Linked DNA regions of Danio rerio: region 2 is linked to region 1. The links are chromatin contacts, called in public Hi-C maps. All regions are on one chromosome and are shown on one strand. The core of a region is the stretch at or near the end of the contact, and the rest is flanking DNA. Distances in the headings are between cores, read along the strand shown.

Region 1 (7,188 bases), core at 3,461-5,960:
AACAATTACAGCTCTTCTGTAGTGTTACAGCACTTGTAAATTGGACAGTATTACTGGCAACCAAAACTTACCAGTAATACTGTTAATTTTACAGCACTTTTTTAGTGTAGGTTTACATTTCTTAATAAATCCACATTTCTATGATGATCAATACCTGTACTACTGACACAGAAAATGTTAATACACCTTTAAGTACTTTAAATTTGTATGAAATACTGCCGAGTTGTACTTTTCACTCACTAGTATAAATACACTGTTTCTATTCGCCAGTAAGCTACCGTGAGTCAGTTACAGCAAAAATACTGTATTTACATTGACAGCATCATTTATCTTGCTGTATTTACAGTATTGCATATCTTTACTGTAAAATACACTCACAGGCCACTTTATTAGGTACACATAACTGGTACCGAGTTGGATCCACTTTTGCCTTCAGAACTGCCTTAATCCTCTGCGGCAAAGATTCAACAAGGTACTGGAAATATTCCTCAGAGATTTTGGTCCATATTGACATGATAGCATCATGCAGTTGCTGCAGATTTGGCGACTGCACATCCATGATGCGAATCTCCCGTTCAACCATATCGCAAAGGTGCTTTGGATTGAGAGCTGGTGACTGTGGAGACCATTTGAGTACAGTGAACTCATTGTCATGTTCAAGAAACCAGTCTGAGATGATTAACGCTTTATGACATGGTGCATTATCCTGCTGGAAGTAGCCATCAGAAGACGTGTACACTGTCATTTTACACAATGCAACTTTATGATAACATAATTCACAAAAATTTTGTTAACAGTGCACTTTACGAACATAATTGCCATAACCTAATATCCTAAAGGTGTTCATTTATTGTTAGCATCTGTACTGGATTCTGTGACAGACGGCTGCTCAAACTGCTTTAACTGCAACACATGTTTTTCTTCTTAAAGCTCATTTGTATTCCTCCTCCTCCTCTTGTATTTCACATATGTTAATGGAGCCATTGAAATGCAGCAGCCTTTTAAATCTGCTTCTGCGGACAATTTAATTGCCAAGAAAGTGTTGATGAACATTTTTCATTTGTGGTTTGATCTCTGCTGTCACATTTATCCAAGGTTAACTGGATCACAGATTATGAGGTTGAGGATTTTACTCAATTCTTATGTGCCCTATTTCATTAATTAAATAATAAATATCCAGTTATTGTAAGGGAGCAGGGGGGGGGGGGGGTGTAAGAAGTATTTAATATTCCCGTAGACATTAATTTGTACATTGTATACAATGTAGCAGACAGACTGTCATGCTCAATGGTTGTAAATGCAATTTAGATTTTTATGACTTTTGTACAAGTGTTATAGTCTTATATTTCGGAAAATGTCAGGATTAGACTAAACTAAGATATATTGAAAAAATCGGTAAGACATTAAAAATTCTAACAAATAACTAGTGGCTTATTAAATGGCTGTTCTAAAGATATTGGTTGTTTATTATAAAGTTGGCAGTTCTGCATTGATAATCAATGCTTAAACCTAACTTACATTATTAACTATTAGTTTATTGAGGCAAAGTCATACTTAAAGGTTTAATAATAGGGAGAATTGTACCTTAAAATAAAGTTTGATCAAATTCTTATTGGTCATGGGGTCACATACAGATCTAATCAACAAATTGTGTTTTATTTATTTGGTGCTGCAGAGATGTACAAGTTCAGAATCAATATCACTAGTTATAAAAATAAATATAAGGTAAGTAATATTCATTTACTTTGTATGTCAAGATATTTGATCACACGATCTTTTTAAACATTTTTGCTGTTTTATTGTGATCAGTTAATAATATATGGTATTAATATCAGAATATAAAATTCTGAGGTAAAATATTTGTGGAAACCATAATAAAATTCTGTATTTTATTTTTGATGAACATGCAGTATAAAATAACATTACATAAAATGACCTTTTTAAGTATATAAAATGGTTCTTATTAATGTCTTAACAGACATTTTTGATCAATTTTGTGTTCTTAAGGTTAGTAATATATATTATATAGTAGAAACAGTATATAGTTGAAGTCAAAATTATTTGCTTTTTTCATATTTCCCAAATGATGTTTAACAGAGCAAGGACATTTTCACAGTATGTCTGATAATGTTTTTTTCTTCTGGAGAAAGTTTTATTTGTTTTATTTTGGCTAGAATAAAAGCAGTTTTTAAATTTTTTAAAAACCATTTTAAGGTCAAAATTATTAGCCCTTTTAAGCAATATATTTTTCTACAGAACAAACCATCGTTATACACTAACTTGTCTAATTACCCTAACCTGCCTAGTTAAGCTAATTAACCTAGTTAAGCCTTTAAATGTCACTTTAAGCTGTATAGAAGTGTCTTGAAAAATATCCAGTAAAATATTATTTACTGTCATCATGGCAAAGATAAAAAATAAATCAGTTATTAGAGATGAGTTAAATAAATTGTAATAATTCTGACTACAACTGTATCAATATATTAGAATTCAGCTTTGAACTCCAGGAATAAATTACATTTTAAAATAGGTCCTCATTAAAGCTTAATTAAAACTAAAATTTTAATTAAATTAAATGTATTTTGCAAAATGTAACTATGCCAGGTATGTCCTACTTTCAAACTGTTCTGATCAATTTAATGTGTCTTTAATAAATTGATGATAATAATAATAATAATAATAATAATAACAATAATAATAATAATAATGTGGCATCACAGTGTCCCGTGGGTAGCGCAGCAAAAAGGTCACCGGATCAGTTGGCATTTCTGTGAGTTGGATGTTCTCCCGTGTTCGGATGGGTTTCCCCTGGGTGCTCCGGTTTCTCCCAGTCCAAAGACATGTGCTGGGTGAATTGAAGAATGTGCGTGAAAGAGTGTTTCACAGTGAAGGGTTGCGGCTGGAAGGGTATCCGCTGCATAAAACATATACTGGAATAGTTGACGATTCATTTTGCTGTGGCGACCCGTGATTGATAAAGGGACTAAGCCAAAAAGAAAATGAATGGATAATAATAATAATAATTAAATAGAACAAAATAAAAATTGTAAAGCATAAAATCTTTTTTTTTTTTTTTTTATATAAAATTGTCTTTACTGGCACTTTGTTATTATCACTATTGTTATTATCACTATTGTTATTATTATTATTGTTGTTGTTATTATCACTATTGTTATTATTATTATTGTTAATATTATTATTATTGTTGTTGTTGTTGTTATTAATATTAATCAAGAAAACTATAAATTGTGTTTTAATAAGAATTCAGCTTTGAAGACACTCCAAAATTTTTAAAGTATGTGCACCGTTATTTAAAATGGGATTAAATGTATTGATTTTAAATGAAATGAAATTGTATTCAATAAATGTAATTATAAAATGTATACTTTTAAAATAATTGACACCATTTTTCATAGTAGGTGTGGATTATAGAGCAAGTTTGACAGCCAATGTCTTTTAGGTTGTGCTGCCCTCTGCTGGCAACATCTTCCTACTGCGCTAAACGCAGACACAAGAGGGTTTAAAATATCCCCTGATTGTGTCAATGTGTATCCGAAAACATTTTACGATATATGAAACAACACTGAGCAATCCATAGCATCTCAAACTGTAATTCTGGGAGCCGCAGCTCTGCAGTTTTGCTCCAACCCTAATCAAACCCAGCCTAATCAACTAATCCTGGTGTTCAAAACTACTAGAGACTATTAAGCAGGTGTGAGTTTGAGGTGGTTGGAGCTAAACTCTGCAGAGCTGCGGCCCTCCAGCAATTTAGTTTGAGACCACTGATCTATACCTAATAAAACTGCAACTGTCTTACCCAATACATTATTTAAAATGCTCACAAATAATATGATAGAGAAATATATTATAGTCTACTGCAATTTTTTTTATTATTGCAAATGTTTAATTTTTTTCTCGATGACAGCAAGAAACTCGATTGCTTTGAACAAAGATCTCTTTATAAAATATCTTTCTTCACCTTAATATGCATTAGCTAATTTTGTGTGTGTGTGTGTGTGTGTGTGTGTGTCACGCGCACTGCAGTCTTTAGTTGACAGATTGCATAACATTCATGAGATTATTTAATATGCACTTTGGGTGTTTACATAACATCTCTCTCCTGTCTGCGAGCTTAAGAACGGATTTGATGCTGTCTCCGTTGTTGACGTCGCATATCTGATATTGATGATAGCGATATTAATATCTTAATCCTCCGGTGTGCTGAATTTGAAGCTGAATATTGATTGGTCTGTTCTCTATAATCAGCATGCGGACGCGTGAAGGCATTGACAGCTCCTCCACTTTCTGTCTTATGCTTAATGTTATTCAAACCTTACTGAGCTGTAACTCATTAACATGAAGCTTAATTACTCCCTGTCTGCCGTCTGCCTACCTCTTCATTTTGAACATTAATTAGCAATGAGGAATAATCTCTAACATGCGATCGGAGAACTGTCATACATCGGTGATGATAAATCAAGCGTGAAGTTACAACACGCGGTTATCTCTGTATATGTTTAAATCTGGGGAGAATATTCGTGCTGTTAAAATGACAGTGATACAATAACATAGTACATTAAAAGCGTTTACTGTGGAGTGTAACCCGGAGGAAAAACTCTGAAAGTGTTCTTGGTGTGTGTGTGTGTGTGTGTGTGTGTGTGTGTGTGTGTGTGTGTGTGTGTGTGTGTGTCTGTTATATAAATCCGCCATCTGTATCTTTCAGAATGACCAGCAGGTGGGAGACTAACTCACTAAACAAGGACAAGTAAATGTCACCTAGTTGTGTACAGTACATCTAGACAAAAATAACATCTGATGTTAATGCTGTTTTATTCGCTCAAATACATGTTAAAGGGGTTGTTCACTCCAAAATCTCAATTAACGCATCATTTATTCTCCTTATTAGATTATTTCTACTGTTAATCACAAAAGAAGTTTGCATGTTCTCCCTGTGTTGGCATCGGTTTCCTCTGGGTGCTCCGGTTTACTCCACAGTCCAAATAAGCGCTAAATCGTATAAACTAAGCCGTAGTGTGTGTGTATGGGTGTTTCCCAGTACTGGGTTGCAGCTGAAAGGGCATCCGCTGCACATTTGCTGGATGAGTTGTGGTTCATTCCACTGTGGCGATCCCCTTTAAAACTTCATTAGTTCGTTTTTCTGTTGAACACAAAAGAGGATGTTTTAAAGTGTATTGAAATGTACAGTGTATTTTGCCAGCACACTTAAAAAATTTGTTAATCCACTGAAAAAAAAGTTTGGGTAACGCTTTATTTTGATGGTCCATTTAAGTATTAGTAGACTGAGTATTGATACTGCTGCTAAACAGACATTTAACTGACTATAAGAAACTACATGTCGACTTACACTAATTCTAACCCCAACCTAACAGTCTACTGGCATGAAGATGCAATGTAACTTAACAAACGAACCCATCAAATTAAAGTGTGGCCAAAGTTTGTTTTGATCATTTTTAGTTATAGTTTGACTATTAGCTTTGTGTTTGAAGTCTTTCTATGTTGACGTCAGGTAGAATATAGAGCTAGATCAGTCCTAAAAATGAAAAAATTTACAAAATAAAGTTCATACATGCACAGCACGAATCACATTTGCAAAATGCAATTTGTAAAATGAAAACAGAATTCATAAATGGCCCATTTCCACTGAGTGGTACGGTACGGTTCGGTTTGGTACACTTTCATGGCCGTTTCCACTGTCAAAAACCGAACCAAACCGAACCGTACCACTTTTTCGGCACCCTTTCGAAAGGGTACCAAAAACGAGAAAGGGTACCAAAAGGTGGAGCAACACACGCAGCCGAATGCTGATTGGTTACAGAGATACATCACGAGCTTTTGGAGCTAGACAGATTGTAAACAGAGAGATTACATGGAAATACTATGTGCATATAATAACAAGCCATGGATGACCCGAGCTCAAACAAACCTTGTCGTCGTCTTGATAAACAGACACAAAGCCAAGAAGAAAAATCTGCCATGTCCTGTTGTTGCTTTACGAGCCTTTATTTGCTTTATTCGCTTTCTTCCGGGAGCTCGCGATCGCGTCTATATTTGAAATAACGAACTTCTTGAGCTGATGATAATAATGTGTGCGTGATTATTGAAGTGTCTCCGTCATCTGATCCATTCAGAAAGAAAAGGACAAGCGCGAGAGTGAAGCGCGAAAAAAAAGAGAAGCCCGACAAAACTCAAGATCAAAATTGTTTTAGCATGAATCATGAACAAACTGCCATATTTATCTTTGCCTTTTGGACTATTATGAACTGGGAATGACAAAATTACTCTCAAACAGAGCTTAACATTACATTTGCTGGTGAAGATTACAGACACAGAGAGGTTTGCGCTGACTGTGGGTTATATCGTGTGTGTTTTTGAACTAAAATAAGTACTAAATGTCTGCTGTGTGTAGTTTTTCTGTAATTAATAATATATCGCAGACTGTAAGGGGCTGTATGTTTTAATTTATGTTGCATTTATATATTTATTTAATGTAATTGCAAACGTTACAGAAGCCTATTTCGCACTGTCATTGATCTGCTGTTGTAATCAAATCCTGTTCATAGAAGTTAGTAATAAACATTTATAAACAATTATTTGTGTATAAAGCATCTGTTTTGTGAGAAGTGCTTCTCATATTATATGTAAGCGACCCCTACAGCTTTACTGTAGACAATTATTCGACTTAAACTTTCTGTCGTACACCACGCCCTCCAAAAGGGTATACTTGGTAGTGGAAATGCAAGCCTGATAAAGGTGACCTGTACCGACCTGAACCGTACCGTACTGTACCACTCAGAAAAAACGAGCCAAAATACAACACACAATTTGAGAATTTGCTAGTAAAAATTCTGAATTCGCTCATTTAAAAGCTTCACAGACGTAGCTGCTGTTTGTGTTTTTATCATTATGTTTAATTCAGAGTTTTTAATCTGGAGTTAAACCGCTTACTCTGCTTAGATGTAGTCTTTAATGCAGACCTCCTGCTGATTTCGACCAGTTTGATTGTGGGTAAAAATGTGAGACTCTCTAATGAAGCTGTCCATCTTGTGACGGTTTTTACACTTTTCTAATGTGGGATCACAAGAAACATCGCAAGTAACAGAGGTGTAAAAACTATAAGACCTAATTCACAGATATGAAGTGAAGCAGTTGGCACTCTTTTGTGTATGA
Region 2 (7,720 bases), core at 2,231-4,730, 74 kb after region 1:
TCCTAAATTGCACAGCCCTAATGCCAGTTAATCTAAATCAATGAAATCTTTCCAAATAGAGCTGTTCAAATCATCAGATTTCATTATATTCATATTACAATATATATGGCAGCAAAACAAAACATCACAATGTCAGATTTTTCCAATATCGTGCAGCCTTACCGTGTGTATGAGTGTGTGTGTGTGAATGAGTGTGTAGGGGTGTTTCCCAATAGTAGGTAGCGGCTGGAAGGGAATCTACTGCGTATGTTGGAATAGTTAGAGGTTCATTCCGCTGTGCAGACTAAACCGAATAAAAATGAATGAATGTTTATTTGGCTTAAATTAAAAACTTATATATAATTAATTTCAAACATGTACATTGACTGTTTTCTTCTTGTTAGATATGTATTTTTATTTATTTATTTATTTTAATCTCCAAAGAAGATTTTTAACCTAATAATAATAATACCAGTGGCTGCTAATGACAAATTCTTTGGCCAGAGAAATTATTTAATACAAATATATAAGAAATTATTTAATGCAAGCTAATAATGTTAATTAATGTTCTCCTTTTTAATTTAGATTTGTAGGTGAGTTTTCCTTAAATAAAAAATAAAAATAAAATAGAAACGTAAGGAAATATATTAACCATCTGAATGTGTTGTTGTTGATCCATGAGTAAAACTCTACTCCTTCAGGGAAAAAACTATAATTAGAGATGTTTTTTAAGACTTGAATCTTCAATCGCAGTAATCTGGTGGCAGAAATATGATCCCACAAGTGGGGAAAGTGGGTCCCCTCTCAGTGACGTTGACAGCGGGAGTTTTGGGAAGCTCCGCTCAGCTGTGCGTCTGAACTCCGAATTGACTCTTGTCGTAATAAGCGCCTAATGTGAGGTAGGGAGACCCTCTCTACTAGCAGCCCAAGCAAATTTCCTCAGTCAAACCATGAAAGTTACACTGATTTGTATGTAATGATCATGTAATTTATCAATTAAGCCTGGAGAGGCCTTGGTTCTCGAGCACTGAAGTCCACAGCCTCAGCACGAGGCAGACTAATGGCTCTGTTAAGTCTGTGGGCGTGTGAGGAGTCATAGTAGATCTCTCTCTCTCACTCTCACTCCCTCTCTCTTTCGCTGTAAAAGAATAATTAAGTGATTTGCATTGGTCTCAAGCAGGGGAATTTGTACTGATTCCTACAGATTACGGCTGTTATGATACCAAAATTTCAGTAGTCAATGTCAATAGCAGAAAACGGGGACATTAAATATTTTAAGTATAGGCATGTTTCAAATTTTCAAAAGGGAAATGGTGTTTTTTTTAATATATATGAGCAATATCACACGAGTAGCAGAGTGATATGACTGTATATTGGCACTGGTGGAAGGCGTGCCGGTGGCATGAGGCCACAGGCCGAGTGCCTTAGTGTCCCACCAGTGACGATATACAGCCATATCGTACTGCTACGAGTGTGATATTGTGTTTATACAACAGTTCGACCGCATAATCATGTATATAACAAAGAAAATTAAACATGGAGTCCAAATACCCTTTTTTATGAGGAACTACTTCTGCCATACATCTGACTTCAGCCAACGTCCGATTATTGTTGTGTTTGCGATGAGGAAAAACGCTAAACACATGCGGGCATTTCTTCTGTCTTTCTTTTTTACTAAAGTCTGCTCTAACGAAAACAGGACTGAGTGCCAAAAAGTAACTCAGGGTTATACAAAGAGTGGCCAACACAAAATACATACATTCTTTAAAAGTTGATCTCAGTGATCTCGTCAATTTCTTTACATTTTTCTTCAAGCATTAAAGATAGTAGTTTACTACACACAACAGCCTGAGATGTTGTTGTTGTTGTTGTTGTTGTTTGCCATTATTGGAATATAACAGTATGTAGAGTGCGAGTGAAGTTGGAGAGGGGGATAGAATCAGAATGTCCGTGAACCAGGACTTGAACTTGGGACATCCGAAACACAATGGTGCTATATGTTGACACACTGTGCAGTTCCGCTTCAGTTATGGATATTTGGATATTGGTTCTTAAAGGGGTACCTCACAATAAAGTGAGATCTTATATAGAGTACTTTTGCATTCTTGAGGCCCGGTAGAAACTCTTTCGTGACCTGGTACTTTGAAGTTAAATGACCCTGTTGTTGGAAACCCATTGGTTTAAACTCATGTATAATCAGTTTTGCCAAAAATTTTTCCTAGCTGGATAGTCAAGCCAATAAAATTAACTTTCAACTGCTATTTCGAAAAAGAAAAAAAAATTTATAATATATATATTTATAAAATATATATTATTTTTATGTCTTGAACAAATAATAAAAATAAATAAATAATAATAATAATAATAATAATTATATATATATATATATATATATATATATATATATATATATATATATATATATTTATATATATATATATATATTTATATCAATATATATATATATATATATATATATATATGTATATATATATATATATATATATATATATATATATATATATATATATATATTGATATAAATATATATATATATATATATTGATATAAATATATATATATATATATATATAAATATATATATATATATATATATATATATATATATATATATATATATATATATATATATATATATATATATATATATATATATTTATTTATTTATTTTTTATTTATTTTTTTATTATTTGTCCAAGACATAAAAATCCAACCTGACATACAGGGGTTGGACAATGAACCTGATTTTAGAACACAATTATTCATTAGTATGGCGTAAGCCTCCTTTTGCATCCAATACAGCATCAGTTTGTTTTGGGAATGATTGATATACAAGTCCTGCACTGTGGCCAGAGGGATTTTGAGCTATTCTTCTTCTGGAATAGCGGCCAGGTCTTGTGATGCAGATGGAGGAAAATGTTTCCTGACTCTCTTCCCCAAAACACTCCTTAGTGATTCAATAATATAGTGATCGGGTGACTGTGAGAGATGTTTAACTTCATTTTTTATGTTCATCAAACCACTCTGTTGCATGTCTTGCTGTGTGTATTGGTGTATTATTATTCTAATACACGGCACTGCCTTCTGGATACAGTGTTTGAATCATTGGGTGTACATGGTGCTGCAGAATGGTTCGGTAGTCCTTGTGCAGTGACCTGGCCATCTAGCACAAGTATCGGGCCTTGGGAATGCCATGATATTGCAGCCTAAACCATCACTGATCCACCCCCATGCTTCACTCTGGGTATGCAACAGTCAGGGTGGTATGCTTCTTTGGGGCTTCTCCACACCGTAACTCTCTCGAATGTGGGAAAGTCAGTGAAGGTGGACACTTTAGAAAACAATGAATGCTTCACATTGTTCACAGCCCAATATTTACGTTTGTGGCACCATAGAAATCGATGATTATAATAAACTTTGCACCTGCCTCACTACTTTGAATGATTAAAGCTGAACTGGTGTGTGTTTTTTTCAAACAGGATGGAGCGGATGTCTGAGGAGGCGTTGAGGCTGAACCTGCTGAAGCGGGGTCTGGAGGCGCCGGATGAGCGGGAGGAGGCCAAGCGCCTTAAGATGGACGGTCACGAGGCCATGGAGAGGCTGAAGATGCTCGCCCTCCTCAAACGTAAGGATCTGGCCGCTTTGGAGGGGGCGGCTGTTGCGGCAGCCATGGCAGAGGGCAAAGGGCCCTGTGGAAGCCAGGGGCTGATGGGAGCTGTGGCCTACGAGGAGAAGATGAATGGAAGTTTGAGAGTCGGGGGCCACGGAGGTCCCAGTAAGAACGGGAAGGAAAACATAGTGGATGAGCCAGTTGACATGAGTGCCAGAAGGAGGTGAGCTTTCGGGACAAGTGCTGTGTATTTTTGTGCTGTGTTTTTCAGGAAATAAGTCACACTTGACTATGAGCCAGGTCAACACTGGAAGGTTGCATTGTTGTACAAGTCGCATTTTGTTATTACACTGCAAAAATGCTTTTCTTACTTAGCATTCTTCTTAATTTAAAACAAGAAACAAGCCAAAGTCGAAATTAAATTAGTTTTTACCTAAAACAAGCAAAGTAATCTGCCACTGGGGCCAAAAGCCTTACTTTAATGAGGGCTGTGGGCCGAAGTTGAATATACACAAACCGTGTTACGTTAAATTTGCCATGGGTAATTTCCTAATTTATTTGCTAATATTTAAAAATAACTAGAAAACATTGCTTTAAAACATATTAATTAATGATGCAGTGTCATTTTTAACCTTTTCTAATGAGCTTATTATAGTAAAAACATAATCCCATTTAGTGCTGCACGATTAATCGAAAAAAGATTGCAATTGCGATTCGACCCAGCATTTCTACGATTCTGCCAATCATATTTTCATGTTCAGGAGAGAAGCATAAAGGCGGTCGCATAGATCTTCAGGTTGTTTTATATACGTTGCTCAGTGACATGGACACCTCCAAATGGTGTTGAAAGTCACATACTGTATTTATAAGGTATTATTCCCCCAAAATTTTCATTTCTGTCTTCATGTAATGATGTATGCATGGCCACGAAATCACACGTGACGTGAGCTGCTGACTGTGAGCTGTTACCACAGAGAGGGTGGGTGCGGACTTTACTTAATTATAGACAAGCGTGTTTCTACTTTAGTAAACAGAACCTGCGTAGGCTGTGAATAACAGGTAATAAAGTTGTAAATAAGTTTCGTTTGTTGCACAGAGTGATTTATTGGGAGCCGCGCGGGATGTATGAACAGCATTTAGCAGTGAAAATGAAACCGAAAGTGCGAACATCATTTAAATAATTATATCACATTTTAGAGTTATGATTGCGACAAGCATTTACTATGTTTTTTTCTTTCATAGTGAACACAGAGTGTTGTGCATGAGAATAAATGTTTAACACTGTCAGTTTAGCTGCTGTAGGCTATATAATAATATAATATAACACAAGAGGGAATCTGATAATGACAAATGTCTGATTTTTACCAGCAGAAAAAATTATCTAATTATGTTGTCAATGACAAATGACAAGCATATGCCTCAAACATTGTAATTTAATATCAGAATTATGAATAGTTGTATTCTGATGTCATCACTTTACTGTGCATTAATGACCAGGACATATTCAAAGTCTGCTCAAGTCCACCATTCCAAGTCATTAAAGAATTTAGCATTGTAACCAACATTAGACCTACACATAATAATATTACTATTGTTTTATCATATGTTTGAGGAATAACAATAATAATATCCTACTCATATTAGTCTTTATTTTCCATCTATAGAATCAGGAGAAAATCGTGATCTTTATTTAAAGCAATAAAATCGTGATTCTCATTTTAGCCTGAATCGTGCAGCTTTAATCCCATTCATAACAAAATAGAGAGCAATGCTGAATACACTAGTCAAGCTGCTCCTGTCTTCGCGTTGATTTGCTCGCTGATGTTTTGTGCATTGTTCTCTATCTGTCATGTTGCAGTATTTACATTTTAAGTCTGATTCATTTACAGCATTTAATTTTAGTTGCTCCTCAAATAAGCAAAGAAACAAAAAGTTAAGTTTAATTGGAAATGACGATCTCTGCCAAAGGCATTTGCCCCTTATCAACTCTCTATCATTCTCCCTCTCTTTTTAGATATATTGGTGGGCCAAACCAAAGGTTACCGTGGGCCAACTTTGGCCTGTAAGCCCTGCTTTGGACACCTCTAGTCTGAACAAAATGAACTGAATTCAATTAAAAAACAAGGTTCTTTTTCTCACCCCACTGCCAGATTTGCTTGTTTTAAGTTAAAAACTGACTTAATTTTGACTTAATATTTCTGAAAACAAAACAATATTATTTTCTTGTCTAGAAAATAGGGTTGTCACGATGCTGGAATTCGATATCAATCAGTACTGAAACGTCCATTTCCTGCTAACATTTGAGTGCTGTTGAGTGGTCTTAAACCGCTGATTTGCCATTGTGTTCACGTGCTCAACAGAATTGACTGTGATTGGCCAAAAGTTCACCGAACTCACCAGTGTTTACTGTAACTACAGGTACAGGTACACTAGAGTATTTAAAAGCCACAAAGATCAGCTGGTCTGTTTATAAGCTAACATACGAGTGATCAGCTGATGAATCGACTGATCTTCACGGCTTTAAAACGCTAGTGTGACAACACTACTAAAAATGCTTCTTGACTTAAGAATGTTTAGATCATTACACTTGAAAATTGACAAAGAAAACAATTGTTTTGCCGTGTACATTTAGAAGTGATCATAAAATATCATTAAAATTCAAAACATATGTTTATAGACGTTTAGTTTTATTTCACTTTCCCTCATTCCCTCTATTGACTAGTGTAAAGCAAAGACAGACATTATTATTGCATTCATTAAAAGTTGCAGCGACTTCTGGTTCACTTAGACTTTATCATTAGTCAAAACTAAAAAGTGAATGAACTAAGCAGAAATGATGGTGCCAAACACTAAAACATACTGAAGTAATGGTTTTTGAAGGTACCGTTGGGACTCCTCTATTCAGTTTTGATTTGTTACCACAGCCTGCAGTCACAAATTTAGGAGTGAAATTTGATCTTATATTTGACAATCAGATAAGAGCTGTATTAGCTTTTTTTCAACTAAGACAATTAGCAAAAATAAAGAAATATATACTAAAACAACTGTTTGAGACTGTGATAAATGCTTTTATGACCACTCTGTTAGATTACTGTAATGCACTGTATGTGGGGAGTAACAGGTCAACTATTGCCCGTTTTGCAAATGGGGCAAAATGCTGCATCACGCCTGTTAACCGCTACTCTCAAATGTAACCACATTTCCCCAGTTTAAGAATCTTTTATTTGTTTTAAAGTTTCTAAATGGTCTTGCCCCACCTTATATCTCTGAGCTGATACACCTCTATAAACCTACTCGTTCTCTCAGGTCAGCTGATCAGCTGCTTCTGATTGTTCCAAAAACAAAGCGTAAGCTTAGTAGGGATCGTGCTTTCGCTGTGGCGGGTCCTAGACTTTGGAATTAGACATGCCTCTTCAGTGTTCTCATTTAAATCAGCTCTTAAAACTCATTTGTTTTTGTTAGCATCTGACACCTGATCTTAAAAACTGGTTATTTTAATTTTTGTCCCTACTTTGGTAGTTAAGCTTTATTTTATCATGTATTTTATAGACTATTATGCTCATTTTGTTGTATATTTTCAGTACAGCACTTTGGCTCACTTCTGTGTATTTAAAGTGCTCTATAAAGTTTGACTTGACTTGAAACACTATATAAAGCATCTATTATAATTATCAGAGTGTAACAACTTAAAGTGAAACTGAAACTAAAGGAATGTGAAATGCACTATAGAACTACTCAAATATACCTTGCTTGTTTTGTTTGCTCGATGTTAACACTGATTCAAGTCATTTTGAAAGTTTGAAAGTTGCAGCACATTTCAGAACTTTTTTTTTATTTAAGTCAAATATCAGAAAATAAATAAAAGGGATAGTTCAACCTATAATGAAACATGCCTCATCATTTTTAAACCTTTAAACCTTTCCTCTGTTGTACGCAAAGGACAATATTTTGAAGAATCTTGGTTACTATAGAAGTCAATGGATGCCAGCTACCAGCATTCTTCAAAATATCTTCTTTTGTGTTTAACGGAAAAAAGAAAATCCAATAGGTTTTGATTGAGTAAAGAGTGAATAAACAAAAGACGGAATATTTAATTTTGGAGTCAAAAGT

The links. A called contact is a pair of places that touch in the nucleus more often than the background predicts.
Region 2: a contact with region 1 is called in a Hi-C map of embryo, with 2.7 times the contacts expected there. The contact joins the promoter of gatad2b here to the enhancer-like site in region 1. A contact is called at or near these places in 7 of 18 Hi-C or Micro-C datasets (caudal fin, embryo, hematopoietic stem cells and 2 more) and 3 of 4 datasets of contacts at active chromatin or transcription factors (caudal fin, embryo and gastrula embryo).

The regions. Positions count from the first base shown.
Region 1 is chr19:44,419,806-44,426,993 of GRCz12tu, forward strand. It overlaps a transcript of trioa not described here. Among named protein-coding and RNA genes, the nearest start is that of gnrhr1, 15 kb to the left of the region's middle. Within about 2 kb of position 4,711, at least 9 of the 62 cell types and tissues checked have an H3K27ac peak or open chromatin away from gene starts, as enhancers often do. A contact at or near this core is called in caudal fin, where this site is marked.
Region 2 is chr19:44,494,537-44,502,256 of GRCz12tu, forward strand. gatad2b (GATA zinc finger domain containing 2B) reads left to right here and starts at 3,481. Exons shown (of 10, transcript NM_001044975.1): 1 at 3,481-3,833. The coding sequence starts at 3,481. It also overlaps a transcript of trioa not described here.